Regions from separate parts of the Mus musculus genome. Here region 2 is linked to region 1. A link is a contact called in public HiChIP or PLAC-seq data. All regions are on one chromosome and are shown on one strand. The core of a region is the stretch at or near the end of the contact, and the rest is flanking DNA. Distances in the headings are between cores, read along the strand shown. Region 1 overlaps Eef2k (eukaryotic elongation factor-2 kinase). Region 2 overlaps Mettl9 (methyltransferase like 9).

What was found. HiChIP or PLAC-seq counts read pairs in DNA pulled down with a chosen protein or histone mark.
Region 2: an H3K4me3 HiChIP or PLAC-seq map of bone marrow-derived macrophages shows a contact between it and region 1, with 5 times the contacts expected there. The contact joins two enhancer-like sites. A contact is called at or near these places in 4 of 39 promoter capture datasets (the C10 cell line, the HPC-7 cell line, embryonic stem cells and 1 more), 1 of 115 datasets of contacts at active chromatin or transcription factors (bone marrow-derived macrophages) and 2 of 9 other capture datasets (adipose tissue and liver).

Annotation. Positions count from the first base shown.
Region 1 is chr7:120,862,850-120,868,725 of GRCm38.p6, forward strand. The region is part of intron 2 of Eef2k (eukaryotic elongation factor-2 kinase); the gene reads left to right. The region is part of intron 2 of Gm15774 (a long non-coding RNA gene); the gene reads right to left. Among named protein-coding and RNA genes, the nearest start is that of Gm15774, 15 kb to the right of the region's middle. Within about 2 kb of position 2,497, at least 232 of the 459 cell types and tissues checked have an H3K27ac peak or open chromatin away from gene starts, as enhancers often do. A contact at or near this core is called in bone marrow-derived macrophages, where this site is marked.
Region 2 is chr7:121,044,029-121,049,904 of GRCm38.p6, forward strand. Mettl9 (methyltransferase like 9) reads left to right here. Exons shown (of 5, transcript NM_021554.2): 2 at 3,810-4,000. Among named protein-coding and RNA genes, the nearest start is that of Gm27991, 6.5 kb to the left of the region's middle. Within about 2 kb of position 3,348, at least 27 of the 459 cell types and tissues checked have an H3K27ac peak or open chromatin away from gene starts, as enhancers often do. A contact at or near this core is called in bone marrow-derived macrophages, where this site is marked.

The DNA of each region.
Region 1 (5,876 bases), core at 1,247-3,746:
TTGCATGTCCCTGCCTAAAACCCCTGTTCTCAACCTGTGGGTCAAAACCCCTTGCGGGGGTGGGGTGGGGTGGGGGGAATGCTATATCAGATATCCTGCATGTCGGATATTTACGAATCCTAACAGTAGCAACATTACAGTTATGAAGGAGCAACGAAAATAATTTTATGGTTGGGGGTCACCACAGCATGAGGAATTTTACTAAAGGGTCGAAGCATTAGGGAGGCCTAAAACTTCTAACTGAGGCCCTCGGTCAGTGAAACCTCCAGTCTTAAGCTCTGCAGAGCCCCCTCTGTGTTCCCTTGGGCTCTCGGCAGACTCCTCAAGCATCTGTCGTGCTCAGCGTTACTCCATGAGCCAGCTCCTTACTGCAGGATGGGGCTATTTGATGGCTCCACCATTCCTTTAACTTGTAGATAAGAAGCGCTTGGTAAAAGTTTGAACCAGGCACAGGGTGGATTAAATCTTCGTTGCTCACGGAATGTTGCCACCAGAGCAGGTTCAGGGAAAGACTATAGCTTAGTTTCCAACCTCATTTCCCTTGGCACTTAATATGGTGTTTTTTTTTCTTTAATTTATTTACTATTGGCATGGTAACCTGAGCTGTTGAACCAAAATGGCCATCTGGCCTTCCTTCAAGAAATAGGCCCTAGCAGGTACTGAGTGTGCAATGTGAAATGTCAGATTCTGTCAGTGCCCCTGTTCCCAAGGGATGGGGCAGAATCCCTCAGAAGGCCTCTCAGGAGATACCAGCTTTCCCTCAGAGGAGGTTTATCTGTGAGAGACTCGGCCCTAGCCCCAGGATTTAGTTATGTAAGTGTTTAGAGGGGGAGGGGCAGGAGTTCGAGATTGATTGATTAAGGAAGAGTTTCACTGCGAAAGATTGCTTTAGGGCAGGATCATATGGGTGACTTTTCTTTTCTACGCCTTGGACAGAGTTCTGCATTTTCTGGTTTGGTTGGTTTTAGTTCAGACAGTTTTTAATACGAAGCATCTATTCTTTGAGAATCTTATGTATTTCAAGAATTTTGATTTAATTTACTTCTGTTCCTCCTGCTATCCTCCCAAATCTATTTATTCCCCAACCTCCCCACACTGGTTTGGGCTTTTTTTGTGGAGGGGTGTGTGTGTGTGTGTGTGTGTGTGTGTGTGTGTGTGTGTGTATGTGTGTGTGTCTAGACAGGGTATCTCTGTGTGTCCCAGACAGTCCTAGAACTTGCTATGTAGACCAGACTGGCCTTGAACTCAGAAACTGACTGTGCCTCTGCCTCTAAATGCTGGGAGTAAAGGCACGACCCTTCGGCAATGTAAGAGAGGGTCTCTTGTAGTTCAGGGTGGCCTCCAAACTCTCCCTGACTGGCCTGGAGCTCTTGTACAGAATCCCTCCCTAGTGCTCGGACTATAAGTGTGTGCCACCACACTGGGCCCCCTTCTACATTTTCTTCTCCCCTCCCCCATTACACATTATATTTATTTTATTACTTTACATTTACATATTTATTCAATTACTGTGTATATATGCATATGTGTTTGTGCCCTGGCACTTGTGTGGAGATCAGAGGACAACTTTCTGCAGTGGGTCCTCTTCTTCCACCTTCAAGATCCAGGAATCCAGTGGGGTTGCCGTGTTTGTGTCACAAGTGTGACCTCACCCATTTAGCTGTCTCGCCAACACCAATTCAGTCCTTTTGAAAGGACTTTTTTTCTCAAAGTGCTAGGGATTGAAACTCAGAGACGGTTACATTCTAGGCCAGTGTACTACCATTAAACAGCAAGCCCAGCCCTTTGAGAAAAATGTCAGTGACTTTGTTCCTCCTTACTGCAAAAATAACACACACACACTTTAAATATATGCAAATATAGTCACAAAGTCTTTGTATATATATAAATGTAAGCAAATGTATTTTATGTATTGCAAATTCACACATGTAAACTTTTAGAATTTTTTTTATTTCACCTGTATGGGTGTGTTACCTGCATGTGTGTGTTACGTGCATGTGTGTGTGCATCACTGTTGTCCTTGGAGGCTAGAAGTGGGTGTGGGATTCCAAAGAACTGGAGTTTTGAGCCGACATGTATATACTGGGAATCAAACCTCAGTCTATTGCAAGAGCAGCCAGTGCTCTTAACTGCTAAGCTGTCTCTGTAGCCCTTATATATACAAACTTAAAAAATAAATGTTATGATCTAGATAATCTATGCATAATGTATATACAAAGTAAAACAACCTAAACTGTATCATTTAAACAAAAGTGAAAGTGTGCCTCCCCCCTCAGCCCAGGTCTGTGAGGGCGTATCTCACCCTGATTTTCTTCTCTTTGTTCCCATGGAGAATTATAAACAGGTTTCCACCCTGGAGGCCATCCTCCCATATCCCCTTGGGAGCTGACATGAACTCTAACTTCCGTAACTTGCCTGTGGTCTGGACAGGCTCTGCAGTACGTGCCTTACTCAGTACAATGTACACGGTGATCCCTATAGCCCAGACAGCTGGCCGTTTGCCAGATGGTAAATGGAAATGAAGTCACATGCCTGGGAGGTGGCGGGACTGTAGTCCCTCCCTAGAGATCCCCCTTTCGAGTCCTGCTGTTAATAACTGCAATTTGTATCTCTCTATATCTTGTGACTCATTTTTAATTGTATCTTTTTTTTTTTCAGTGTCTGTGATCCAGCCCAGAGCTTCATTTATTTGCTTATTGTCTTTAATAGCTGAATTTCATTTCCCTGGAGGACAGTGTTTTCTTGTTCATATGGCTTTGCCTGTGCAGAGAATGTACTTACTAGCAATAGAATGGCTTGGGCAGAATCTTGTTTTGTTTTTTGGTTTTTCGAGACAGGGTTTCTCTGTATATCCCTGGCTGTCCTGGAACTCACTTTGTAGACCAGGCTGGCCTCGAACTCAGAAATCCACCTGCCTCTGCCTCTCCGAGTGCTGGGATTAAAGGCATATGCTACCATGCCTGGCACCTTGGGCAGAATCTTAACTTTAAAAATTGTGTGGGGATGGCTGATTGCACCAGCAAACTGCTCCGCTGCACGAGTGGGCACACCTGCTGGCTACACCTTCTCATCCTCAATTGTATCCATGCTGTTAACGCACTGAGGGTGGTTCTAGCAGCTTGGGGGGAAAGATACAGTCACTCCAGAATGAGCTGGGTGAGCCAGAGTGTGCTGACTCACTGGGCAGAGATGTGTCCCTGCCTAAAGCCTGGGAGACTCCACCCTGGCAGCCTCAGGCCTCAGACCATGACCATAGAAAGTAAGCCTGGGTTTCCTGCTTCTGGAAAGCAGTCAGAAAACCAAGCTTAAGGGATTGGTCTGTGGCTGGATGGCTGGAGTGTTTTCCTAGTAAGCCGGAGGCCTGGGTTCAGTCTCTTGTATCTTAAAATAATAAAGAGACCAGAAAAGCTTTGGTCTCCTACAAGATGAAAGCCTGCTGGCCACTTGAAAAAGAGTCCTGCTGGCATAGGAAGGGGAGCTGGGGAGCTGGGGTCTGGCCACAGGAGGAGTTTAAGGAGATGGCAACCCTGCTGTGGGGACTCATATTTATCAAAGAGAGTGCTGAAAGGCTTTGCTGCAGTGTGCACAGCTATTTATTGTCAAGGGTACCCCTCCCTTCTTATTCTCTCTCTTTTTTTTTTTCTGAAAACTTTGTGAAAATATAAGCCGCATGCTGTTCAACTTAGCCATTTAAATGTACAATCCAGTGGCTTTCAGTATATTCAAAAAAATCACACGTCCATCTCCGTACCTAACTCTGTTGAAAGCTGTTCCTCTCAGGCATCAGCTGCATCTCTGGTCTAGCCAGCCCCTAGCCCTCAGGACCAATTTACTTTCTGTCACTAGGAGCTTACCTTTCTAGACTGAAAAAGTATTACAACTATTTATTATTTAATGTATGTGCTGTGCTATGCTTGTAGAAGTCAGAGGACAACTTGCAGGAGTTGGTAGAAGGAAGATCCTAAGATCACACTCAGTTATCAAGGTTGATGACAAACGGCCTTACCCACTGACTCATCTTGTTAGCCCGTAGACACAGACCCATTCCAAGGAGTGACATATGAAGGTTGCATAGTAACTGTAGTCAACTTCTTTTGCCAGCCAGGGCAAAGCTTCATCTGTCTGAGTCTCACACTTCCAAACTTCCCTTGTCTCCAATAAGGGAATTCTCCCACCTAGCTCTCTAGCCTCACAAATTGCCATGAGAAGCCAGTAAAGTACTTTCTGGGCAGTGGGGGAAGGAGAGGGTCCCCAAGAGACCATAGCATTACGTCACTCTTGTGACTAGTAAATGCTGTTGCTTTGATTTTTATTATTTCCATCTTTACCTCTTCTTGACTGGGGATCTAAACCCCAAAAGTTAGGGAGAGCAATTGTAGGTACTCTTTGCAAACAGTAATTTCTTTTTTTGTTTGATTGACTTGTCTTGAGGAAGGACCTCTAATGTAGCATTGGCTGGCCATGAGCTTTCTTTTCCATGTAAACCAAGCTGGCTTGAACATACAGCTTTCTGAATGCTGGAATTAAAGGCATCTGCCACTATGCCTGCTTATTTTATTTGTTAAAATTGTTTATCTATACACTGTGTATGAGAGAGAACACACGTTCTATGGCGTGTGTATGAGGTCAAGGAATAACTTGGGCTCAGTTCTTTCCCTTCTACCACATGGGTCCTGGGAATCACACTCCTGTTAGCAGGCTTGGGCACACACAGACACAAAGAAGGCTGGGGCCATAGCTCAGTGTTTCCCTGGCATATGGGAGGTCCTAGGTTCATCCCCAGTACTGGGAGAAAAAGAATGTCACCTTCCTGCTCTAGGGTGGACTGTTTCATGGAGGTGCTTTAAGGTTGTGGTTTCTTTGGTGTGATGGTTTGTATTGTCTTGGGTGTGCTGTATATGTTGGGGAGTGATTGTATTGGGGGGGGGCTTGGGTGTACTCTGTGTGGGGAGCTTGGTTGTGCTCTGTGTGAGGGCTTGGTGTGCTCTGTGTGGGGAGCTTGGGTGTGCTCTGTGTGAGGGCTTGGGTATGCTCTGTGGGGGTGTGTGTGTGCTTGGGTGTGCTCTGTGGGGGGGGGCTGGGTGTGCTCTGTGTGAGGGCTTGGGTGTGCTCTGTGGGAGGGCTTGGGTGTGCTGTGTGGGAGGGCTTGGGTGTGCTGTGTGGGAGGGCTTGGGTATGCTCTGTATGTGGGGGTGATTGTATGTGCTGTGTACAGTGGGGTTTAAGTGTACTCTGTCATCACACATATGTGAAAGTCAGAGGATAACGTGTGGGAATCTGTTCCCCCTTCTCCAATATGGTCCCAGGGTTTGAGCTCACTGTCAATTAACTTCACCCACTGAGCTGTGTGCCTCTGCCCTCTATTCTCCCCTCCTTTAAAAAATATTTATTTACATGCATGGGTGTTTTGTCTGTTCTGTATCTGTGCACCATGTGGTCAAAGGAGAACATTGGATCCCTTTAGAACTCAAGTTATAGATGTTTGTGAGCTACCATATGTATGCTGATGCTTGAACCCAGAGCCGCAGGGAGAGCAGTCAGTGCTTTAACCACGGAGCCAGTCTTCCTTTTTTGAGACAAGGTCTTGCCACTTGCTGGCTGACTTTGAACTCAGGAGCCCTACCCCCACCCCGCTGAGGGGCTAGAGCTACTTTTGCATGCCACTCTTCCTGACTCCTTCCTCTTTTTTATGGCAGACCTTCAGCACCTGTAAAATTAACTCGCCTACTCAGCAGGTGAGATTTAAAATTGTTTGAACTAGAGAATATTGCACTGGTGGAGACTTGAGAATCATCTCATTGCTGGGAGTGTGTTAGCATGTGTGAAGCCCTGGGTTCATTCCTAGCAGCATCAACAGAGACTCATTTTACGTTAGT
Region 2 (5,876 bases), core at 2,098-4,597, 180 kb after region 1:
GGGAACTCTAAGCTACTCTGGAAGTTCAGAGAAACTGAGGAAATGCTTTATCGGGACTGGACTAACCAGGAGGGGAGAACAGTGGTCAGAACAAACGGCATGTGAAATAGCCATGGGAAAGGAGCCTTTAGAAGAGAGTAAGGGCCAGTGTCAGGGTAGCACATGCTGTGAGGTAAGGCCTTAGAAACCATGGTGAACACTTTGACAGTTATTATGTTATTAAAATTTACACCCAGGTTTGATAGGTCACTTGTGTTTTCAGAGTGCTTAATTTCTATAGGATCAAACTCCCCACCACATGTAGGTGTGTTTGCTATGAAAACAGTGTAGCTGTATGTGTGTGCATGTTTGTGAGTGTGGGTGGCAAAAAATAGCCTTAGCTGTCATTCCTCAGGAGCTGTCTACTTTGTTCTCTGTGTTCTCTTCGTCACTGGCCTGGAACTTGCCAGATAGGTATGACAAGGCTGGCTGGCCAGGAAGCCCTAGGACTTTATCTTTCTCTACCTTTCCAGCACTGGATTATAAATTTAACACCACATGCCTGGCTTCTTCATTTACATGGTTCTGGACATTGAATTAAGGTCCTCATGTTTGCAAGGCAAACACTTTACCAACTGAGATATCTCCATAGTCCTCATAAAAATTAAAATGTATAATTTGATAGATTCTAATATTTTCAGAGTTGTGCATCACTAATACCTGATTTTGAGTTTTTTAAAAAAATTATTATTATTACCTCAAAAAGGAGCCTATAATAGTCTAGTAGTAGCCAGTCCCTACTGTCTCTTTGCCCAAGGCCTGGGCCACAAAATCTGTTTTTTGTCTCTGGATTTCCATATCATAGATGTTTATTCTAAGCAGAATAATTGTACAGTGTGTGATCTTGTGTCTGGCTTGTTTTGCTTTAGTATGTGGTTAAGGCTCACCCTCTGGAACATGAGCCTGCACTTCATTCTTTTTATGATTGAATACTGTTCTCTTGTATGCATTCACCACACCTCTTTTGCTCATCGGTTTGATTGACAGTTTAGTTTCTGCCTTTTGTTAGTGATGATAAATGCTGTTGTAGACTTGAGGCTTGTATCACATAACTGGTCAGGAGGGACATGGAAACCTTTTACTCCTTTTTATTCTGCAGCAAATTCCATTTCCTAATCAACTTCTGTCACTGTTGTGAAGAGATACCATGGCCAAGGCAACTACTATAAAAGAAAATATTTAATTGAGGGCTTGCTTACAGTTTCAGAGGTTAGTCCATTATTATCATGGCAGGGAGGCACATGATCAGTAGCTGAGAGTTATGTCCTGATCTGCAGGTTGAGAGAGGGATGGCTTGACATGGACTTTTGAAACCTCAAAGCCCACCCCCAGTGACACACTTCTCCATTCCTGCAAGGCCACAGCCAATCCTTCTAATCCTTTAACATAGTGCTGCTCCCTGGTTACTAAGCATTCAAATAGAAGAACCTATGGAGGCCATTTTTATTCAGATACCCCAGAAAGCTTCTGTGGTAGGAAAGGTTCAACCACTGTGTTAGTATTTATGAATAGAAAAATGTGCTATTAAAATTTGAGGATTTTTTTCCCTTGGTGCTTGAAAATAATAAATCACAGCAGTTAATGATGCCACTGTTGCTTTTCCTCTGGAAGTCTGAATCCATTGCTATTCTTGTTGTCCGTTTACAAATGGATGCCAAGAAATTCTTAGCTCCTGGTTTTCAGATAGATGACCTCTTGCCCACATTAATAGAATGCTCTTGATTTCCTGTTAGCAGTGTACTGGGTTTCAACTTGATTAGTCATTTCAGAGTACTGTGTGTGTGTGTAAATCAGAATGTGCACAAGGTCACGAGTATAATAAAAATTGTTTATGAGCTGTACTGGGGCATAGCTTCAGGCTCAGTAAGTTTTAAGGATTAGTAAATGATTAAGCAAGAACATTTCCAGACCAAGGAGAGAAGTGTAGGCTATGAGCTTAAGCCATCTTATAGCTTGTCACTATAGGGTAGAGGCAACAAGGAGTTCCGGGTCAAGTCGAGGCAGTTTTGATAATGGTGGTCAAACAGCAGGTTAGTACAGAGTAGGCAAGAACAAGAAAGGTTTGACTTACTCAGTTTGGGATATATAGAGTCTATAAAGGATGAACCGTTGACATTTAATGTGACCTTCTGCGTGTTTTTGCTGGCTTACAGTTGGTTTCTTGTGTCAGGAAGACTGATTGCACTGGCCATTGAGTAAGCATAGGATGACTGCAGAATTGCTCCATTAATTGTGCAGGAAGTTATGGAACACTTACTGCTGGTAAATGGACAGATTTGTCAGGGTTAAACAAGTCACTTTTGACTAATAAACTTCTTATTTGGAAAAATTAGTATTTTCCTAACAATGCATTGAGTGAGTCCAGTGTATTTAATGGTCTTGTTATCTGACTGTGTTAAGGGGATCACTACTACTAACCTGCACAGGTCTCTCACAGTGTGCTCTGTCCTGTGCTGAGGACTTGCCTGCATTATTTTGTTTAATCCTCTACTCTACCTAGGTGGATACTGGTAGTATCATACTTGCCTGCTAAGGAATGATAGTCTGAGCTCACACTTGTCTGAACTCACATAGGAGTTACAGAGCTAGGACTTGCTTATGGGTCTGACACTGAAGCTGTCATAAACTTACTTTCCCACTTTTCTGCTACATTAATGGGAAATGTATGTTTTGGGAGGTGAGCTAAATAAATAAATGAAATAAATTTATTTTATGTGTATGAGTGTTTTGCTTGCGTGTATATACATGACCATGTACATGAAGGACCCATGGAGGACAGAAGAGGGAGGGCATTGGATTTCCTAAAGCTGGAGTTACAGATGTCTGTGAACTGCTGTGTGGGTGCTCAGAAACTAACCTGGGTCCTCTGAAGGTCAGCCAGTGCTCTTAACTACTGAGCCATGCATTGATTAGGTTAACTTTTATCGGTAGTTGTGGAATTTTATTTTTAAAATATGTTCTTGCTAGAGCCTATTCCTAGAACTCTTTCGTTCGTTTCGTTCGTTGCCTTCACTTGGTCTTCTTGACTGCGTGAGCTCATCCTGCAGTCTCTTGAGGGTTGCTGGTGAGCATGCTGCTAAAGCATCTCTTTATCTCTGAAGAAGGCAGGCAACCTGGTGTAGTTTCCAGAGTACCAATTAATTCTTGCTCATTCTGCTGCTGATTTGGTTGGTGGATTTGAGGTGTGTCATTGGTTTATGTGGAGTTTCATTTAAACACAATGATGCTAGCTGTTAGCTTGGTAATGCTAAGTGAATCTCAGCCAGGGAAGATCTTGTGACTTGACTGCGTTGTGAGTGAAGCCTTGGGTAAGGCTGCTTCTTCTTTTTTTTTCCCCCAAGATTTATTTATTATTATATGTAAGCACACTGTAGCTGTCTTCAGACACACCAGAAGAGGGTGTCAGATGGTTGTGAGCCACCATGTGCTTGCTGGGAATTGAACTCAGAACCTCTGGAAGAGCAGTCAGTGCTCTTAACCGCTGAGCCATCTCTCCAGCCTCCCTTGGGTTGGGCTTCTAAGACCTGGGCTGATGGTCTAGTTGTGCTGCATGACCCCTAGAGGGCTGGAGGAAGAGTGGGGAGTGGGAAGTCATGCCTGAGGAAGGATTTTGTACTTGTGAGTCACATGGGCAGAAAAGATGATGATCGGCCTCAGGGTGGTGAGATTATATTTGAAGATCTTAGATTATATTTGACTTCTGTTTTTTTGTTGTTACATTTCTTAGGAATTGCATCAACTATGTTTAATCTTTTTTTTTTCTTTCATAGTGGTATGTGTGCAACAGAGAGAAATTATGCGAATCACTTCAGTCTGTCTTTGTTCAGAGTTATCTTGACCAAGGAACACAGATCTTCTTAAACAACAGCATTGAGAAATCTGGCTGGCTATTTATCCAACTCTATCATTCTTTTGTATCATCTGTTTTTAGCCTGTTTATGTCTAGAACATCTATTAACGGGTAAGTGAATATGAGAATCCCTACTCTCCCCTCCCCCCAACACACACACTTTTTTTTTTTTAATTCTTAGGTTTAAAAAAGGAAAGGTGAATGGTGCCTTGTTCTAGAGACTACCTCTCCTTCAGTATTTGTACCTGTCAAAATCCTTGACAGAAGGCCCACTATTGGAGCTCTGTGTACTTAGACTTTTAAAATTCATTATAACTTTGCAGGTAACTTAGTTAATCTCTCTATCTGTGGTCATTTAGTGCATTTAGTGCATTGCCTGCTCTGAAGTAGGTGGAACTACCCGGAGAAGGTGTTAAAAGGTAGGTTATGATTTGGTCGGTTCTGAGATTCTTGTTTTTTTTGTTGTTTTGTCTTTTAGACAGGGTCTCACCAGGCTGGTCTCATACTCCAAGAGATCCACCTGCCTCTGTTACTCAAGTGCTAGACTGAAGGAGTATGCCACTCCACCCAGCTGAGCTGAGGGGTTTCTTTGTTTGTTTTGGGGTTTTGTTTTGTTTTTGTTTTTTTTCAAGATAGGGCTCCTCTGTGTAGCTGGCTCAGACTCACAGAGATCCACCTCCAGAGCACTGAGAGTAAAGATGTGCACCCACCTCAGCCACCACAGCCACCAGTGCAGCAGGCAAACAAACTCCTGGCAGCAGGCTGTGAAGTGTGGAACTTGAGAGCCGTCCTTCTAGTGGGGTTCTTCTGCTGAAGGGGAGGCCTGTGCCTTAGGTGCGCACCCCACTGGCAGGGATCTGATTATTTAGCCCAACAATAGGCAACGACTTGTTTTGAAGGTCCAGCATTTGTTTTTAACATCATATTTAGGTTCACTAGGAAGTTTTTAACTTTAGTGTAGAATTCTCTGCCCTGAGAGTGGTTCCTTCAAATACCTACAGAAAATACTTTATACATATTAACCTATAAATATTATTTATCACTTCTTAGTTGAATTTTTAAACATATGTAAGGCCAAGTTTTGGCAACCAGTCATGATGTTTAACAGGCCTCCTGTGCTCTGCTTTTGTTTTCTTTCCCCTTGAGGTTTGAACCAAGTTTTTGCTAAATGTCTGGATCCCCAGTCTATCATCTGTTCCTTAAACATGTTTTCAGGCACTATAAGTCATCCCTCAGGATTTCTTACTTAATTTTCATTCTTGTTTGAATGAGCTTGGCTTATATTTGCTTCAGCAAACATTTGTTATTTTGTATTGGGAGTTGAGTTTATACAATTTAGGTTGATGTTTGTTCCTAAAATTGGATGTATTGAATTTCTGTTCTGTGCCATTAATTCTTTCTTCAGAAATCATGTGAGTCACCCTTGCAGAAATTCTTTCTGAGTAATAGAGGTGTGAGAATCTTTCCTTTAGGAAGTGCTTACATTCAGTACTTTATATGATTGTCAGTTTCAAAACAAATTAGTTCCCTTTTCTTCTACCTGTTGGAGGAAACCCACTTCAGACTCCTTGCTCTAGAATTGAGTAGTTTGATCAGAGAGGCTATATAATTAGTAAGTACTGTTGGCTTCCTTTATAACCCTCTGCCTCTACCCTTTTGTTTTGATGGAGCCTTGATATGTTGCCCAGATTGGCCTCAAACTCTTGTTCTCCTGAACTCAGTGATGTATACCTCTTGCATACTGTCTGCCTTGCTCATTCTGCTTTTTATTGTAGTGAGTCAGTGTGTGTGTGTGTGTGTGTGTGTGTGTGTGTGTGTGTGTGTGCACATGTATATATGTGTGTGTGTGGGTGCATATGTCTGTGCATATGCCAGGGCATACCAGTTGAAGGCAGTGGACAATTGTGGGATTGATTTTCCCCTACCATGTGGGTCGGGATTAAATTAGGGAGTCAGGTTTGGCACCTCTGTCCACTGAGCCATCTCA